Regions from separate parts of the Pan troglodytes genome. Here region 1 is linked to region 2. Evidence: chromatin contacts called from public Hi-C data. All regions are on one chromosome and are shown on one strand. Each heading gives the region's core, a stretch centred on a gene start, on an enhancer-like site or on the middle of the called end of the contact. The rest is flanking DNA. Distances are from core to core; before and after follow the strand shown.

What was found. Hi-C and Micro-C count contacts between places; a contact is called where the count stands out from the background.
Region 1: a Hi-C map of stem cell-derived neural progenitor cells shows a contact between it and region 2, with 3 times the contacts expected there. The contact joins the promoter of DAPK1 here to the enhancer-like site in region 2. A contact is called at or near these places in 1 of 7 Hi-C or Micro-C datasets (stem cell-derived neural progenitor cells) and 1 of 1 datasets of contacts at active chromatin or transcription factors (stem cell-derived excitatory neurons).

The regions. Positions count from the first base shown.
Region 1 is chr11:50,921,963-50,928,213 of NHGRI_mPanTro3-v2.0_pri, reverse strand. It overlaps DAPK1 (death associated protein kinase 1), which reads left to right and starts at 4,933. Exons shown (of 27, transcript XM_016961086.3): 1 at 4,933-5,142.
Region 2 is chr11:50,772,900-50,778,980 of NHGRI_mPanTro3-v2.0_pri, reverse strand. It overlaps DAPK1 (death associated protein kinase 1), which reads left to right. Exons shown (of 27, transcript XM_016961086.3): 10 at 1-53; 11 at 1,367-1,459; 12 at 3,906-4,025; 13 at 4,472-4,570; 14 at 5,316-5,414. Among named protein-coding and RNA genes, the nearest start is that of CTSL, 77 kb to the right of the region's middle. Within about 2 kb of position 2,415, at least 3 of the 24 cell types and tissues checked have an H3K27ac peak or open chromatin away from gene starts, as enhancers often do. A contact at or near this core is called in stem cell-derived neural progenitor cells, where this site is marked.

The DNA.
Region 1 (6,251 bases), core at 3,684-6,183, 150 kb before region 2:
CTCCTTTCCAACCCCCACTGTCCAACAACCCACCACCGCAATTGTCCACCATTTTATCCTGCTTACTCTTATTCTCTTTTCAAATTTTTCATGAGATGGCAGCTTCTCTAGGAAACTTCCCTGAAATCCCAGCCTTCCCTCCACCCTCACCCTCCACCAGCCCTTATCTGAATTAAGCACTCTCCCTGCTTGTTTTCATCATCTTCTGAGGCTCCTTTCTCATTATGCTGTCACTCAGGGGTCCAGAGGGCAGAGATGGAATGCTCAAATTAGTACAATTCAGGGAGGTGTGGGAGAGGTGCAGGGGGACCATAAGGGATGGAGCAGGAACCCAAGTTAGTAATAGCAGAGCTGGCACCAACCCTAGGCTCAAAAAGACAAAGGAGAGAGAGTGGTTACCAAAACCCAGAAAGAGAAAACCCGGTAAAAGACGGGACCTGGTGAGGAGCAGCAACCTGTGTTTGGCTGTGGACTGTGGCAATCTTGCAGGGAGGAGAGCAGAGGAATGACTATCTTGGCTTCACTCTCCTTCCTTCTCCTTCATCTCATGTCAGGTGCCCCATTGTCTAAACCTACCAGCAACCAGAGGACAAGGAATGCATTAAAATAATCTTACGGCTCAGAGAGTAGATTAGATGTAGAGTGACAAATGGATTATATTTAGCACAATCGCAGGTCTATTTGTTGATCCATCTCCCTCATCAGACTGAGTTACCTGAGGACAGAGAATGTTTCTCTTATATCTGTATCCCTAACATTTGGTGGACACTAGATACTCAAGAAATGCTTACGGACGGGATCAGAGAAGATGGTAAATTGGGCATTAGATGGAGGTTTGTGCTTTCTGAGCTTGCCACATGCTTTCTGGCAAATCCAAGGCAAAATGAGAAACAGAATGAGCTCTGTACTTTTGTCTGGTAAAAGAAAATATGATTTGGTGAGAAGAAATGAATACTTTTAGCACTCAGTGCTAGGAGGAACTGGAATCAGTCATGTGACTGCCTCTATCAGAGGCTCTCAACTGCATAACGGACAGAATCTTTAATGGTGAAACCACAATGCAGAAACATTCTTTTTTTTTTTTTTTTTTTGAGACGGAGTCTTGCTCTGTCACCCAGGCTGGAGTGCAGTGGCACAATCTCGGCTCACTGCAAGCTCCGCCTCCCGGGTTCACGCCATTCTCCTGCCTCAGCCTCCCAAGTAGCTGGGACTACAGGCACCTGCCACCACACCTGGCTAATTTTTTGTATTTTTAGTAGAAACGGGGTTTCACCGTGTTAGCTAGGATGGTCTCGATCTCCTGACCTCGTGATCTGCCCGCCTCGGCCTCCCAAAGTGCGAAACATTCTTAAAAATATTAGCCCTTGATAAAACCAAAGCCATGTCACAAAAGAGCAACCAAAAGGTGGAAATGAGATAATATGGTCCACTTTGAGCTGAGAACATCTTGCCAGAAAATGATTGTCTCAGACTTCAAATCTGACCTCCTACATAAACCTTCAGTGCAATCCTCCCTGTATTATCTCTTCTCTCATCAGCCAAAAGATGGAAAGGATCAACTGAGGAACTTACGCTGGAGGAGCATGGATTCATTAGATGGCAGAAACCTGGGTTTCTGAATGACTACTGTGGAGCTGATCTCTGCTTATGCCCTGCAAACCTTTGTGCTGAGAGCAAGTAACACATTTTTAATGTGTTAAACCTCTGGGATTTGTTGGGTCTTATAGCAATGGTTATTTTACCCTAATACGACTGTAAAATAATGTTCTAAAATCTACAGTCGGGTTTGTTTAAAATATTATCACCATGATTATTATAATCCATAGTCCATATCATAATTATTTTTATAGCAGTCCTTCTCAACTGGCATCTCATAATTTCTGGCTTCTTATATTGTTGCCTTCTATGTGTGAGATGCCTCTCTGAGTCCTTTTTGCTAGGGACATGATAGAAAATAAAATATCCAACATTCTGGTGTATTTTATAACGTACAAAGTCCTGTTTCATGCATTATCTCTTTAGATTCTCCCAATAAACCCAAGGAATATGTAAGAGTCTATAATCATCTTCATTTCACAGGTGATGAAACTGAGACGTTTACATATAAAGTGGAAATAACCACTTATTTATTTATTTATTAAATAAAAACCCCGCTAATTTATTTAAAGATTAATTGAGAGAATTATTTCATCTCTCTGGAACCTGGTATGTGTTAAGAGATAAGTTTTCTTAATTTTTCTTTTTAAGAAGATAATCTATTGCTACATAACAAACCACTCTGAAATAATGACTTAAAACGTTAAAAGTCATTGATTTTGCTCACAGAACTTGAATTGGAAGATATAAACAACTGGGAGTGAGAGTGGGGCTGGACAGCTGGCTTCTCTGGGCATCTCTCGTTCTTTCTGTGGTCTTGTCACATGTCTCTACATGGCAGCCCTAGGGTAATCATGACAGCTGAAGGCTTTAGAGTGGGTGGAGGGGGAGAGGGAGGCAGGGAAAGTGAGAGAGAGAGAGAGAGAGAGAAAGAGAAGCAAGCAGGCAGAAGCTCTAATGCCTTATGACCTAACCTTGGAAATAAATTACACTGTGCCACTGCCACTACCTTTTCTTAGAAGCAAGCAGATAGGGTTGGTGCATATTTATTGAGAGGGGAATTAGACTCCACCTCTTGATTGGGGGAGTGTCAAAGAATTTGTGAATATGTTTTTAAATGACCACATTTCCCCTTTCTAAAATGCTTGTCTAAATTGGTGTACACATAAAGCTCAGGGGTTAGTGACTCATCCAAGGTTATTAAGCTGTTAAATGGTTCCACCAATACTAGATCTAATTTTGTGACTCCAAATTTCATGCTCTTTTTCACTACTCCAGATAATCTCCGGTGAACATCATTGTCCATTAGGGTAGTTAAGACATTCTAGCTGCCAAATAGATTCAATCCTTTTAATTGCCTCGGAAAATATATTTTTTATTTTGCAGAAAATAAATATTACCCATATGGCAGTCATCCATAAACACCTTCCAAGTTTATCCCAAACATCTGTGTTTTAAATTTTTTCTCCCAACAGATGTATTCATTTGCATTTTCCCAGACGAATCACTCTTTTTTTGTTGTTGTTATTTTTGACTGTATTTCTCACCTCTCAAGACCCTTTTGTATTATCAAGCCCACTGCTTAAGCTAATACCGTCTCCCAATTTGGGGACTTCCCCTTGATTCCTGTGTGCCCTTCCTGTGGGTCATTAATGCAATGTTATTTAAGACTAGGATTTGGCTGGGCGCAGTGGCTCACGCCTGTAATCCCAGCATTTTGGGAGGCCGAGCAGGGAGGGTCACCTGAGGTCAGGAGTTCAAGACCAGCCTGACCAACATGGTGAAACCACGTCTCTACTAAAAATACAAAATTAGCCGGGCATAGTCACATGCCTGTAATCCCAGCTACTGGGTAGCCTGAGGCAGGAGAATCGCTTGAACCCGGGAGGCGGAGTTTGCAGTGAGCCAAGATTTCACAACTGCACTCCAGTCTGGGCCACAAGAGCGAAAACCCGTCTCAAAAAAAAAAAAAAAAAAAAAAAAAAAAAAAAGACTAGGATTTGACATAAGGCCTGAGGGGTATTCTTTTGTTTTGTTTTGCCTTGTTTTCAAGAGGCCAAAATCTTCACAGTTGAAAATTTCTGTTGAACCACAGAGATTTGAACCAACTCAGTTTAGAAAGCCTGGGGATTTGAACAACGGTATGGATAGGAAATCTCTTCATCTGTCAGTTTTCATCATTCTAGGCAGTAAAATAGATTTCCCTTTCGGAGCTTTTCACCGTTTGGGGTTCTCCAGCAGTGGGATGTGGGGAATCAACCCTTCTTCGTCCCCACCCAAACATTAGGTGGGAGCAAGGGGTGGGAAGTAGAGAAACTGGATAGAGGTCTCCAGTGGATATGGGATCTTTGTGTAGACCAGCACAGTCCTCAGAAATCTCATGCAAGCAACATAGGTACTGTTATATTTTCTAGTGGCCACCTTTTAAAAAGTAAACAGGTGAGGCCGGGCGCGGTGGCTCACGCCTGTAATCCCAGCACTTTGGGAGGCCGAGGCGGGCGGATCACGAGGTCAAGAGATGGAGACCATCCTGGTCGACACGGTGAAACCCCGTCTCTACTAAAAATACAAAAATTAGCTGGGCATGGTGACGTGCGACTGTAGTCCTAGCTACTGGGGAGGCTGAGGCAGTAGAATCGCTTGAACCCTGGAGGTGGAGGTTGCCACGCGCCACTACACTCCAGCCTGGCGACAGAGTGAGACTCCGTCTCAAAAAAAAGAAAGTAAACAGGTGAAATTAATTTTAATAATATATTTTGTTTAACCCAACGTATCCAAAATACTATCATTTGAAAGTGTAATGAATATAAAAATATTCGTGAGATATTTTTCATTCTCATATCCATACTGTCTTGGACTCTAATGTGTATTTTACACTTACAGCACAATTAATTTGGGACTAGCTACATTTCAGCTCAACAATAGCCAATAGCATATGGGATAGTGCAAATAAACTCTGCGTCTCTGTTGCTTCTTTGGGTCTCGGAGACCTCAACCCTTTCTTCGGATTGCAAACCTTCTTGCCTTCAAACCTCGGCTCCAACACCAGTCCGGCAGAGGAACCCAGTCTAATGAGGTATGCTCCCTTCCTGCCATTCTCTATTCTATTAACCTGTTTCGTGGTAAACGTAGGACTGATCCTCCTAAATTACCTTATTAATTAGCTTACATATTTATTATCTATCTGTCCCACCAGAATGCAGGTTTCCGGAAGGCAGGGATTTAAAAAAATCTGTTTTGTTCTATGTGATTTTCCCATACCAAGCACCGTGCCCGGCACAAGCTGGGATCCCAGTACACATCTCGGGACGAAAGAACCGTGTTTCCCTAGAACCCAGTCAGAGGGTAGCTTAGCAATGTGTCACAGGTGGGGCGCCCGCGTTCCGGGCGGACGCACTGGCTCCCCGGCCGGCGTGGGTGTGGGGCGAGTGGGTGTGTGCGGGGTGTGCGCGGTAGAGCGCGCCAGCGAGCCCGCAGCGCGGAGCTGGGAGGAGCAGCGAGCGCCGCGCAGAACCCGCAGCGCCGTCCTGGCAGGGCAGCTCGGAGGTGGGTGGGCCGCGCCGCCAGCCCGCTTGCAGGGTCCCCATTGGCCGCCTGCCGGCCGCCCTCCGCCCAAAAGGCGGCAAGGAGCCGAGAGGCTGCTTCGGAGTCTGAGCAGGACAGCCGGGCCGAGCCAACGCCGGGGACTTTGTTCCCTCCGCGGAGGGGACTCCGCAACTCGCAGCGGCAGGGTCTGGAGCCGGCGCCTGGGAGGGATTTGCGCCCCCTACTCTCTCCCTAGCTGTGTTCCCGCCGCCGCCCCGGCTGGTCTCCGGCGCTGGCGCCTATGGTCGGCCTCCGACAGCGCTCCGGAGGGACCGGGGGAGCTCCCAGGCGCCCGGGTGAGTAGCGAGGCGCGGCTCCCCGGTCCCCCCGACCCCCGGCGCCAGCTTTTGCTTTCCCAGCCAGGGCGCGGTGAGGTTTGTCCGGGCAGTGCCTCGAGCAACTGGGAAGGCCAAGGCGGAGGGAAACTTGGCTTCGGGGAGAAGTGCGATCGCAGCCGGGAGGCTTCCCCAGCCCCGCGGGCCGGGTGAGAACAGGTGGCGCCGGCCCGACCAGGCGCTTTGTGTCGGGGCGCGGGGATCTGGAGCGGACTGCCGCGCCTCGGTGGGCCGCTCCCTTCCCTCCCTTGCTCCCCCGGGCGGCCGCACGCCGGGTCGGCCGGGTAACGGAGAGGGAGTCGCCAGGAATGTGGCTCTGGGGACTGCCTCGCTCGGGGAAGGGGAGACGGTGGCCACGGTGTTAGGGGTGCCACCGTTGCCGCAGGCTGGAGAGAGATTGCTCCCAGTGAGGCGCGTACCGTCTGGGCGAGGGCTTCATTCTTCCGCGGCGTCCCTGGAGGTGGGAAAGCTGGGTGGGTATGTGTGCAGAGAAAGGGGAGGCGGGGAGGCCAGTCACTTCCGGAGCCGGTTCTGATCCCAACAGACCGCCCAGCGTTTGGGGACGCCGACCTCGGGGTGCCGTGGTGCCCGGCCCCACGCGCGCGCGTGGGGCTGAGGGGTCGGGGGCGTCCCTGGCCGCCCAGCTTTAACAAAGGGTGCTCCTCTCCACCCCGCGAGGAGGGGCAGCTCCGGAGACCCGGTCTTCAGCGAGCGGGGTCTTAGCGCCGGGGAGGT
Region 2 (6,081 bases), core at 1,166-3,665:
CCGCAGTAAACATGGAGAAATTCAAGAAGTTTGCAGCCCGGAAAAAATGGAAAGTAAGATTGTTTGTTGTGGAGGGATTAACAAATTCTGTTTCCTGTGTAGAGTAGTGTGTGGTCAGGGTCCCTCTCCTCTGATACTGGTAATATGGAAGATACATCCTTTCCTCTTTTCAATCCACCCTGTAGTCTTCTGCACCATTACTCTATTTTCAAAAACAAGCAAAAACAATATTTTAGTCACTTTAACTGATACCATTAAATGTAATTTTGTGTTGTTTTCATCAAAACTATTCTCAGTGCAAATTTTTATAGCAGCACTGTAAAATTATAGTGAAATTTTTTTCTAATACTACAAGCCACATTTTAAATAAATTCATTCTTTGTGGTAAGCAGCATGAGATTACATTTGTGCTGTACCTTGGGTAAGTGGGTCTCTCAGCCCAGCCTTTGTCTGTGAGTGGTTGGAGTGGGGGTGGGGTGGGGCCGTGAGCATTTGCAGGGTGGCCTGTTCTCCTTCCTCAGTGTGGATGGCCTCCACAGGGGCTGGGTGGGACATAGCTCTGAAGGCATTGCAGACCTCCTGGAACAAGTCACACTTCAGGGCTAAGAAGGTGATGGGATGGTTTCCTGTGCCCAGGGTCATGTCAAACCTAGAGGAAGTGGGTACCTACCGTGTCTTCCCAGCTCAGGGCCAGAAATGTACGTCGTTTTCACACCTACCAGTTTTGGGGTGCCATGGTAGGGATGAGGAAGACCACAGCACTAGATTCTCAAAAGTCCTTAGAATTAGGCTTAAAATAGAGAGAGAGCAACCATTTCTCTTTCTCGCTCTCATTCTTTAACTGTACTTTTGCCTGAAAGAGTAAATGCAGAGATGTTTGTTCTATAGACTAAGAGGTCCCCCAGCTGTTCACTTCCAACAGCTGTTGCGTTTTGGTTATCATATTGTCTACCATCACTGCTTATGTGGCACAAAGGACACAGAGCAAGGCCCCTGCAGTCTGTGCTTCTCTGAGGGGCGACCTGCAAGGGTCAGATCACCTTCTCCAAACAGCAGAGAAGAAAATATAGAGAGAGAAAGGATGTGGGGTGTCCAGCTCTGTAGTTCAATAATGAAACATGGAAGGAGAATCTCTATATCCTGTTGTCTTGATTTACAAGACCTTTAAAATTATTCTTTAAGCAAATACAACCCAGTCTGCTGTAGGATTGCCCACCCTGGGAGAGTGTGTGCTGATAGCAATGAACACGATCTCGCAGGCTTTGTCGTTTGTACTCATTTGACAATTGTTACATAAGCTGTCTCTCCTCCTCTCACCCTACCTTTTTTCTCCCCGCCCTCCCTTTTTTTTTTTTTTTTAAAAAAGCAATCCGTTCGCTTGATATCACTGTGCCAAAGATTATCCAGGTCATTCCTGTCCAGAAGTAACATGAGTGTGGCCAGAAGTGATGATACTCTGGTAAGCAAACCCGTGTGCCCTGGTGCTCCTTTCTCAGCACTGGGTACTCAGAATGACCAAGCTGTTCTATTCGTTCAACCTCCCAGGAACCTGAAGTTGTGGAAATGGCAAGCTTATTCTTGATCCCCTCGGAGGGGTTTGGGGGTGCTGATTGATGCACCCTCTTGCTTCTTTCCTCTTTTTTTCTCTTTGATTTGGATGGTGCTGTCCCCCGTCATAGCCTCATACCTCTAACACTACCCTCCACCTTGATGCAAACATAAGCACGGACTACCCCCCCCAACACACACACACACACACACACACACACACACGCACAGCAAATGCACACACATAGAGACACACGCACTGATATTTTGGTAAAAGAGAGGCTAGCCAGCAGAAGAGAAAAGAGCTTGTCCTAATCTGCGTGAACTGTAGCCACTGACATAGAAGAATCTTGGTTAACAGTAGCACAGAAGGGACAGACAGCTGCCACTCCTTTCCCACACACCCGCACCAGAGAATCAGGGAGAATGCAGTGCTGCTTACTGATTGTGTCTCCTAGCAGACCAGAAGGCCAAACCTGCTTGCCTGACTGCCCTGGTGTTGACTGCCCAAGGCCCTTGAATGTAACTCCAACTTTCTTAGTTTTAATGTGAACTTTGACAAAGTGGCAAAGATTTATCAAATTTGTTGTTCAGTACTCTCTAGTTATTTTTCCTTTGTAATTAGAAATGCATTTATTTTCAAATTTCTAGCCTTTATTTTCTTTATTTTCTCCTCTAATCCAAACTGAAACCTAATCACAGATAAGCTCTTCAGATATGAGTGGAAGCATCCGAATTCAACAAGACTTTCCCCTGACAATCAAACAACGGGGCTTTGTTAAGTCAGGAGGTGAAGGGGACTCCAGACAAGGCAGCCACGGTCGTCCTGCGGGAACTACCCTGCCCCTTTAACTGAATAGTCAGCATTTTCCCGGTGGAGCCAAGTACTTCAGGGTGGGAACTGCAAACACCAGCTCCCCTTTTTTCTCCTTAAGTTAGTAGCTTCACTGAGGCTTCACATCTAGCCTTGTGGAGTGAAATGGGATTGGAGATGTTTGAAAAAACAAAAGAGAAGCAGTTCAGGGTGAGAAGAGAGAGAAGAGGAGGCTTTGTTTGGGAATTGTTAGAGGGTGGCTGCACAACCAGTGAAAAGATAAAAACTGTGACTCTAGGTAAGATAATGAGAATGATTAAAGATTGCAAATTGAAATCACTGAATATTCAACTGGGAGACAATACATGTGTCACAGTGAAAGGTTTAGGGTAGGAGAGGGACCAAGGGTCTTGTAGGAGCTCCAAGTGGAAAGATCCCCTCCCAGAAGTCAGATTCCCTTATTTCCATATTCTAATCATGGGGATGAGTCATAACAATCTGCTTTATTCCTTCTGTTTTCCCCATTTCTCTTGACTTGCACTTTCATGTAAACGCCTCTTAGTCACTGACTTCAATTGTGATAGAAAAGCAAAACCAGTGGCATTCTTAAACATGCATTTTATACAAATACTACTAAAACCCGCATGAAAAGTGTTTGGATTCAGATCTATAGGGAAGAGAAAGCAGATGGAGAGAAATGCTTTCTCCATTCTCCCCCACAAGCAGAGATTCAGCCTCTGTAGATTAACTTTTCCAGATTTGAAATTCCAGTGGTCATAATTCTATGTTCATAAGTTCAGAAATTTTGTTTAGGATTTTTCTAGCTAATTCCTTAGTTTTAATGTGAATTTTGAAAGAGTGGCAAAGATTTTTCCAGTTTTTGTTCACTACTCTTCAGTTATTTTTCCTTTGTAATTAGAAATGCATCAGTTTTCTGATTTCTAGCCTTTATTTTCTTTATTTAGAGCCTATTGTTTTAATTTTTATTTTTCTATTTTTTATAATTGGGACCAGCTTTCAGAGATTTTTGCCATGTTATTCTATACCTAGCAATGGAAGAAATTCAAGTGATCAGAAAACAATTCTGTAATTGGAAAAATTGCAAATTGAGAATATCTTATTCAAAGGCATCATTTCTTTGCTGCAATAGGCTTTTCTTTTTCCTTATCCAGGAAGAGAGTCTGTGTTATACCTAAAAATTTTCACAGTGGTTTTAGGAACTATGTTTTGACAGATTCTTAAGATAAACACAAAGGGTTACTTATCATCATTATTTGAAATCTGGATCTTGGACATTGTGTCTCTGGGCTATACTGCAGGTGACATTAAAGCCCAGATAAAGAGTAGATAGTGTTTGTTTGCAACATGGAAGGAGCAAAAATTCCTTCCTAGGTCCCTCCGTGACTGTATGGATTTGGGGAGTAAATGGCTTACTTTCCTCTGAATGCCCCTGTTAACAAGTGAGCACAGGTTTCTTTTATGTTGGTAAGAAAAGCATGGCTAGCAATGTAACTCTGTTTCCATCTTGGCTGTCTCTCTCAAGGATGAGGAAGACTCCTTTGTGATGAAAGCCATCATCCATGCCATCAACGATGACAACGTCCCAGGCCTGCAGCACCTTCTGGGCTCATTATCCAACTATGATGTTAACCAACCCAACAAGGTCTGGTTCTGTTCTGCCGCATACTGGAGGGGTGGGTCACAGTGACCTTGCCCTTCCATATCCAAGGAAAGACCCCATCTGCTTCTCCATTCTCCCTTCCAACTGGAAGCTCCATACTGTGGGGAAAATCACTTCTGTTTAGAAAGTGATTTGAGTTACAAATAAGGTCTTTGTGCATTGAGGACCTTCCTTCATTCACGTATTGTATCTCTACCCATGAAATTTTAGATCTTCTCATCCTGCTAATGAAAATGTCCCCGATGATGAGAATCTGAAAGGGGAAGGAAAGGTTTTATACCCTTCCACCTGTCTTCTCTTCCTGCCACGCAGTGGTAGCTCTATGTCTGTGGAGACAGGGGAAGGTGTGTGGGAACAGCAATCATTGTTTGGGCTTTTCCTTTCCTACCAAACCTGAAAATTAGTAATTTTTTTCTTGCCTTTTCTAGCACGGGACACCTCCATTACTCATTGCTGCTGGCTGTGGGAATATTCAAATACTACAGTTGCTCATTAAAAGAGGCTCAAGAATCGATGTCCAGGATAAGGTCATAATTGTTTTATTGAAATGAATTGAATTTTAAAGTATTTTCAAGTGTATCTTAATCATAGGGGTAACAGAGGAAAAAAATTTATGTCCTAACTTGTTTCTCAGTTTCCTGTAAAGGAAGATGAGCTGCTTTTAAACAGCTTGGTACAGCCTGACACATGGGTTAAAGAGGCAAACATTTATCATTTATCCTCCCCTTGGCGCTGCTGCTTGACATCAGCATTTCTTTGTACACTACCCAGATTTTACTTCTTACCGATCACATTTACTCAACAATGTTAGATGTCACACATGAAAAAGTTTTATTATCTAATTATTCTCATCAGAAATGTGTTTGCCTGCTTCTGCAGACGTCAGCAGAGCTGTAAGTGGAGTAGATCTGGCCCTCTGCAGTAAGGGAATCCTAACCAGAGCGGGGAGATGAGGGTTTACAAACATAAAATAATTGTTTATAAGCAATTGTTTATTTTGAAATCATTTTTTATTTACAAAAAAAAGTTGGAAAAGTGGTACAGAGAGTTCCATTATTTGCTTCACCCAGGTGCCCCTAATGCTAGCATCTAGTATAACCACGGTACATTTGTCAAAGGTGTAAAATAGAATGAGGGTTTTATTCCTCTGGGAAGTTGCTCCTCTGGGGTTTGTCATCACACAGGAAGGGAAATAACAGTGAGTCTGAGGAATGCATGCGTCTGGTGCTGTCAGCTCCCTAGAAATGTGACCCCAGGTTGATTTTCCTGCAGGGTGGGTCCAATGCCGTCTACTGGGCTGCTCGGCATGGCCACGTCGATACCTTGAAATTTCTCAGTGAGAACAAATGCCCTTTGGATGTGAAAGACAAGGTAAGGCCACTTCTCTTAGGAGGAACATGAGGAGGTAGTAAATGGATGCATGTGAGTGTGAGTGCTGGCCTACCATGTGCATCGGGACCCAAAGGAAAGGAATCAGGACCAGAATTCACCTGCAGAACATTTAAGTTGGAAATGTCTTGTTGCCCGTGGTTTGGTCTAATACTGAAATCAGCCTTAAGTCAAAATCTTTCAGGTAGTTGCCATAATACGCACGCATTGAATTATAATCCCCATAACATAAAAACCTCAAAGTTCTAGTACAGACAACCAGAGAGAGACCTCGGTCTCGATTCGATTTTCTTCCTGACTCAACCTTGTGCTTTTAAGCGGATCTCTCCTATTCTCTTCTTCTTTGAAGTGGCTGACAGTGCTGACCTGACAATCACAGACACTAGAAGATATTAATGAGACAATGCACATAAAGTAATAAAGTAAGGTTTTTTTTTGGCACAACGGTGTTATAAAAGTTACTGATTTATCAAGATACCTTGTTTTCATATGTGTGTGTTTCATTCAGTTCACACAACAATCCTGTGAATTAATTGGCTGTGCTGGAACCTGAACCTGGAATTCCTACCTACTCATCCATTATTTATTCTACTGTACAACACTTCTCTGCTTCCAGTACTGGCAGACTAATTTGACGTTTAGTCAAGCT